2 separate regions of the Delphinus delphis genome follow, and region 1 is linked to region 2. A link is a contact called in public Hi-C data. All regions are on one chromosome and are shown on one strand. Each heading gives the region's core, a stretch centred on a gene start, on an enhancer-like site or on the middle of the called end of the contact. The rest is flanking DNA. Distances are from core to core; before and after follow the strand shown.

The links. Hi-C and Micro-C count contacts between places; a contact is called where the count stands out from the background.
Region 1: a Hi-C map of lung shows a contact between it and region 2, with 4 times the contacts expected there. The contact joins the promoter of COX18 here to the promoter of ANKRD17 in region 2. A contact is called at or near these places in 2 of 3 Hi-C or Micro-C datasets (lung and muscle).

What each region holds. Positions count from the first base shown.
Region 1 is chr5:49,224,209-49,227,568 of mDelDel1.2, forward strand. It overlaps COX18 (cytochrome c oxidase assembly factor COX18), which reads left to right and starts at 1,953. Exons shown (of 5, transcript XM_060012408.1): 1 at 1,953-2,350; 2 at 2,948-3,048. The coding sequence starts at 2,009.
Region 2 is chr5:49,059,566-49,063,081 of mDelDel1.2, forward strand. ANKRD17 (ankyrin repeat domain 17) reads left to right here and starts at 1,820. Exons shown (of 33, transcript XM_060012404.1): 1 at 1,820-2,349. The coding sequence starts at 1,942. LOC132425916 (a long non-coding RNA gene) reads right to left here and starts at 1,437. Exons shown (of 3, transcript XR_009519541.1): 1 at 1,382-1,437.

The sequences.
Region 1 (3,360 bases), core at 703-3,202, 160 kb after region 2:
AAGTACATGATTTCAGTTGGTTGGTTTGCCCGATATTTGCATGGTCATTTTGTACTGTATTCTGCAACTCAAAAGATACAAGGTATCACAATGTTACCAGTACATACATATACATGAGTGCTGACACTTCTTTTGCATTGGGCTTTATAATTGACAAATACTTTTCCCAACATTCTCTACCAAGTAGACAGCCAGTTCTGATCATCCCCATTATCCAAATTTTAAAATGTATGTTTATGTATATGAAGTTATCAAGTTAAATATTCATAAATTTTATTTACATCACAATATTCAAGCTTAAAACAATGGAACATTTGTAAATGAGAATGTAATTTGTGACCTCAAAATGTAGCAGAAAGGGTGGACCTACACTGGTTGAAGAGGTCCCAGTCCCGACTCCTGATACAGCTTAACAAAAGGAAGTCTTAGGAGTTTGAGGAATAGCTTGACAAACTTTTGTTTTAAATTATATGAACAGTGAATGCATAAATATGAATTTTTCACTTTAGGATCTTTATCCTTTAATCTCCTTTTCTCCTGGATATCAAAAGATCAGATTCCCTAAGCTTATGTGCCACTGTGGAAGGACCAACTCCTAATGTCATCAGTTCTCTGGGAGGAGAGGAATCCAGCAGCATAGAAGTTGCTTCTTTACTCACAATCTTTGGGCCAAGATATTTCCCTCTAAAATTCCTTTCCACTTTAAATCAGTAGTCAGTAGCAACAGGTTGCTTGTTTTAACTTGACAAACGGATAGGGAGATAGATTGATAGGTTTTTACCTTTAAAAAGTAAATTCTGTATATAACAGATATTGGAATGTGTGTGTTAACATTCAAAAGTTCATGCATGGATTTATCAGCCAATTTGAAGGAAGATGACTTCCAGAATCCAGAGGAAAGGGTGCATCTGGTACCCTTGGGTAGGTGCATAATGAAGCAAGAACAGTAGCTTCAGTTTGACATTACCCCAACACTGGTTGGAGCCTTCGTTTTAATCAACGTTTTATTCCTCACAACACAATTTGGCCTCTAGGTGTAGGGGTGACCCTTCTTTTAGGAAACTCCTTCATGTTATTCCCGTGTTTGCTTTTGCCAGGAGCAAAAAACCCAAAATTAGCCCATATACATTTAGCCTATTCCTTTTAACCAGAAGACACCTAATGTTGCTGTTCAGGCTCTTGAAAGCTTATATAGGATATATGTTAAGCCCCAGTAAAGAATTCACCGCGCTGCCAGTGATAATTCCTCTTAACTCAGGAGATGGTACTTTACCCTTAACATAAGGTGTTTTGCTGCTCTTTATGATGAAAGAAAACACTTAAGTTGGGTCTGAAAATGTCTATTATGACAGATGAGCCAATTAAACATACCACAGACTAAACTAAGCCTAGTGCATAAAGGTTGTTGATTAAAACAATCCAGAAACACACGCCTGTCTCCAAACTGGCATTTCAGCAACATGTTGACTCCTGGGTAGTATAATCTATCTCAATCTCTAGCGGAAGCAATTGGGGCGCGCACAAAAAGACGTGGGGGACTACCTCCTGATCACATAAGGTAAAACTTAAACCGTGACCCGATTAGTTTAAGTGAAAAAGAACGGAAAGGCACAACCCGAACACCAACTTTACAAGGTGAGCTCTTCCCAGAAAACACCTCTCCCGGCCCAGTGCAGCAAGCCCCGCCCCGGGCAGCAAGCCCCACCTCCGACTCTGCAATTCCGGTCGAGCCTCTGAGGAGCTCCACCGCAGCACCGCGGAAGTTTCGTGTGTGCGCAGTAGGCTTGATTAGTGCCGCGTGGGAAAGGCGGGACTTCCCTACGTCTTGCGTCATCTCTAGTGCGACGCAATACGTCACTGGTGTGATTGGGAAAGTCAATTATGGCTGCCGGCGGGCTGCCGCCATCTTTACGCCCGGCGTCGCCAGCGCATGCGCGTAGCGGCCTTGCTGAGCGGTACGCGCAGTTAGCCCGTGTCGTACGCGTGTTGGATACAGTCGTGTGCAGAGATGCTGTGCCGGTTGAGCGTTAGGTGGCTGCAGCCGCGGCCTGCCCTGCAGCTCCGGGGCTTGGGCCCACCGGTCGTACCGGCCCCCACCGGCGGCGCCAAGCCCTCCGCTCTGCCATTGTGGGCGGTGGCATCAGTCTCTGCAGTTGGCCCGAGCGGCGCGGGTGGCTGGTATGAAGCCCTGGCTACGTCGGCGCCGGTGCAGGGCGCCGAGGACGTACTGCTCTTTGCGCACACCGCCTCGGGCCTGCCCTGGTGGGGCAGCATTCTTCTCACCACCGTGGCCCTGCGCGGCGCTGTCACGCTGCCCTTGGCCGCCTACCAGCACTACATCCTGGCCAAGGTGAGGGGCGCCGAGCCGCGCATGGACGCGCTTCCGTGGTGAGGACTGGCCGACGTCTACCCGGGGCTTAAGGTCCCCAGGTACTCCCGGAGTGCTTAGTGTTAGTCATCAGTACCAGTAAGGCAGTGAGCTACTTTACAAAAAGGAATTAACACAGGGCAGAAGTAAATGCAATTTTTGGTGGCTCTGTGACTGCCACAGAGTATATTAAAGATTCTTAATGGACTTCTGTTTCCTCAGTTGACATTACTGGGAAATCCAGGAATTGAAACATTAAAGTGCAGAGTGTAGTTCTTATATAATCCTTATAATAGCCCTGTGAAGTAGGTGCTGATATACATTTTATATATGAGAGAATAGGACTTTAGAGGTTAAATAATTTGTCCAAGATCATACTGATGTACAAGCTGGAGTTTGAATTTGGTTGCAACTGAGGAAATCTTAAATTAACATCCTATACGCAGACTTAGGGTTTCTTGACATGACCAGTAAACCACATTTTTAAATGAGCTGAGGGAATAGAGAGTGAAATTATGAATGGTTATGAATAAAGATCTTTTATGTTCCCATAACAAAGCCTACTTTTTCTTTAGCTAGGTGGAAAATTTGCAGCCAGAAATAAAAAGCATTGCAAGGCACCTTAACCAAGACGTTGCAGTTCGTGCAAATCAGTTGGGGTGGTCCAAAAGAGCTGCCAGGTAAGCTAATTCTGTGCATATAACACCATGAAAATATATATACGTATATATAATGTGTAAGTGATTTTTATTATAGGTTTTGGTATTCTGTAGCTTTAGCAGCAAAGTAGTTCTTTTTTCTCTTTAATATTTTAATAAGTTTATGTGGCATGGTAGTTTTATATACTGGACCAAAAGCAAAAAAAATAGGGAAACAAGAGAGAGTTCCTTGTCCTTAAGGGACTTCAGGCTACTGAAAAAGACAGACATGTAGTCAAATAATGACTGAACTAAGTACTGTACAAAAGATTATGTACAAGGAGTTGGGTCATC
Region 2 (3,516 bases), core at 570-3,069:
TGGAACTAGAGTACAGACGGATAATTCATCTTATATAAGAGCTGGGAGTGTCTCATTCCTCTGATATTGGAGGAAAGGAAAGATCCAGAAGTACCTAAGTTTCTAGCATTTGGAAAATTGAAGGAGTTTGTGACTAATAGCATTGATCTTCTTGTGAAGTTTGAAGTAAAGTCACATAATGAAATGTGGTTGGGATTTAAAGACTGCAAAAGTATTCTGGTGGGAAGGGAGAAAAAGGTGCTGAAGAATATATAAGTAGGAGGTTAAGACCTAAATCTGTAGCGTTAAGATACATAATGTAGTGTACTGTTCTGCACAGAACTTAGCAACCGCTGTAGGAGAGGAACAGGCAGATGATTAGCACTTCGTGTGTATATTTACTATAACACTTATTACACTGTAAAGCCCCAGGAAGCAGAGACTTAGATTTTACAAACTATGCACACAGTAGGCACATGATGAATTTTTGCTTGAATGAATTGATTCAATCATTGCCAATTCTGCCATAGTACTCTGTAGAGTACTGGCAACTGCCCACATTTCATATGGTATGCCAATGCTAAAAAGAAAAAAAAAAGGCTAAAAAAATTCAGGCATACTCAGCTAAACTTAGCAGTCTTAAAACGGCAACTATGTCAGCTGAGACATACTTTTTATCTTGTGCCAGTACATCTTTCTTTGATGTTTCCTTCATTTTCCTTATGCTACTGTGTTATTGAACCTGAAAGGCATAAATCTAAGTTCAATAAGCTACGTTATTATTCCAAAAGTCCTGAAAGTTCTTCAGACACCTACAACTGAACTCACAACCCCCATCACAATATTCCTTTCAAGAGATTCACAGACAAGGATGACTACTTATGATGCTTACTTCACAGATAAAAAGCTGAGTAGGTGAGGGGTGGAAGGACAAAATCGAGGTCATTCACTGAATCGTCAGCAGAGTCTGGCACAGATTCTGCTTCCTTCTCCTGTTTTCTCCCCTTGGAAACTTCAGAGTCGTAGTGATCTCAGACTTCACTTAGTCGAACTCCTTTATGTTACACAGGTGTAAACTCAGGTTCAGGAAGTCTGACCCAAGACTTAGTCAAAGTGGGCTCTTTCCTTTACACGACGCCATCTCTCAAGATCCACAGCCCTAACTCACCATTTGGCGGTAGAAAAAAATGGCCAGAAACGAAACTACGTACAAGAGTCCAGAACCAGGCTCCACCTCCCGGATCAGGCAGTCCGGGCCTCCAGCTAACAAAGCGTCTGGTCCGTGCTTCGGTATGGGTTCCCCACCCGGCCCAGGCTGCTCCTCTCCAGCCTGCCCGCCCGCCCCCAGCACCGCAGCACTGCCCGCCCGCGGGGGCCCAAGTCCCGACCCTCGAAATCTCACTTTCGTGTTTCGGCCACCCGCGCGCCACCGCTCAGGCGACGACTGATGGCGTCATCCGTACTTCCGCCTGCGGCTGCGTTCTAGTCATCACCGAGGAAGGAAGAAGGGAGGTCTGAAGGGCTGTGTGCGGGGGAAATAGCGAGGAAAGAGAAGCAATCCGGGTGTAGCGGGCGCTACGGCAGTAACCGCGGCCCTCCTCTGTCCCTGGCGTCCCCCCATCGGAAGTCGCCCTAGGCACACTTCCCCCGACTCTGGGTAGTCTCCCCTCCGCTTGATCTCCCGACACCCCGGTCTCCCTCTTCGCCTCTAACCACCCCCTCCTAGCTCCCTCACGCTCCCTCCCTCTCCCTCCCTCCCATCGTCAGGCTCCCCGCCCTTAGTATCGCGAGACGAGGTGAGAGCTGGCGGAGCGGCGGCGGCGGCGGCAGCAGTAGAGGTGACCGAGGCGGTGGCGGCGGAGGCGGCACCGAGCGCTGTGTTGGTCCCGGTGCGGCCGAAATCGCGGTAGAGCGTAGCCCCCACGCCCCTCCCCCGTCCGCGCCCTCCCTCTTTCCCCGGAGATGGAGAAGGCTACGGTTCCGGTGGCGGCGGCGGCGGCGGCAGCTGAGGGAGAAGGGAGCCCCCCGGCGGTGGCGGCTGTGGCGGGCCCCCCCGCGGCTGCACCGGCGGCGGAGGTCGGCAGCGGCGTTGGCGGCGGCGGCGGCAGCGGGGCTTGCTCGGCCTCGTCTCCTCGTGGGATGGTGCGAGTCTGCGACCTGCTCCTGAAGAAGAAGCCGCTGCCGCAGCAACACCACAAGGCCAAGCGTAACCGGACTTGCCGACCCCCCAGCAGCAGCGAAAGCAGCAGCGACAGCGACAACAGCGGCGGCGGTGGAGGCGGCGGCGGAGGCGGCGGCGGCGGCGGCACCAGCAGCAACAACAGCGAGGAAGAAGAGGACGACGACGACGAGGAAGAGGAGGTTTCTGAGGCAAGGGCCTGGTTTCAAGGGAAGGAGGGAGGAAGGGAGCGTAAAGGGTAGGGGCCAAAGGTGGGAGGGGACTTGCGGTGGGACAGATTCCTGTGGGCTTGATCTGTCTTAGGGGCCAGGCTTTCCACTGCCCCCTTTCTTTCCCCGGCCGAAATTGTGAGGTGTGGACATGTGGGGGAGGGTAGCTGACACGTGGGGGTGGGAGGACCACGGAGTGCACAGAGTTGGTGAACAGCACGTTACCCTGGCATGGTTCACTCGGTTTAGGATGGAGGGAATCGCTTAGATTCCCTCTTTGCCCAGCCGGCGGGGTCGGCCTTGGGCCAGTAGGGCCGTGTTACTCCTGGGGCGGGGGCGGGACCAAAGCTGGAGGGGTAAGATAATAGGTAGATGAGTTTCGTGAGGAACGACTAGGAGGTTGGTACATTTCTCCCACTTGTGAGGTGGAGGGGAGCAGTTTTGGGGGGAGGCAAGGTTGTAATGGACTCAGAGCTAGGTATTTGTGTACGTGAGAGACACGTGAGAAGCTGTACTTTTCCATACTGTTCTGCTGCAGGTTTTTTTTTTTTCATAACTATTGTGGCTGCTGAAGTAACCTTCACTTCCTCAATCTCTCAAGGATTTTGGATGAACTGATCTTATGTCCATATACATTTATATGTAACTCGGTGGATGAAAAATATGTTTGATCCTTACATGTACATACTCTTACATTTTCAAATGCTTCCTTGGTGAGGAAGAATTAAGCTAGGCCCTGTTGCTTTCCACATAACGTCAGGCAGCTGAAGAGTCTGCTTTGGAGCCAGGCTTGGTTGTGGTGAGTTGGAATAGGAAGGCCTCTTGGTTTGTCCTAGTGATCTGGTTTCATAATAACTGTTTATAATTTTTCCTGGGTCCACAGACAGGCGGCGTTGCAGGACCTCATTCTTCAAAGAAGACCATTTAACCAAAACTCAGTAAAACATACCAACCATACTGAGAACAAGCGAAGAAGAGTTAGCCTTACTAGTTAGCAGCTCTTTTGTAACTCTTTTGTCCACTCCCTGAAATGGAAGCTTGAAAATCTTGATCTGAAGAAAGAAGTTGTAACTTAAGGCAGCAGAAGGAAAGCAGCTTTAAAGGCTGATTATAAATTAACTTATAAGAGAGAACAACTGAATTATCTAG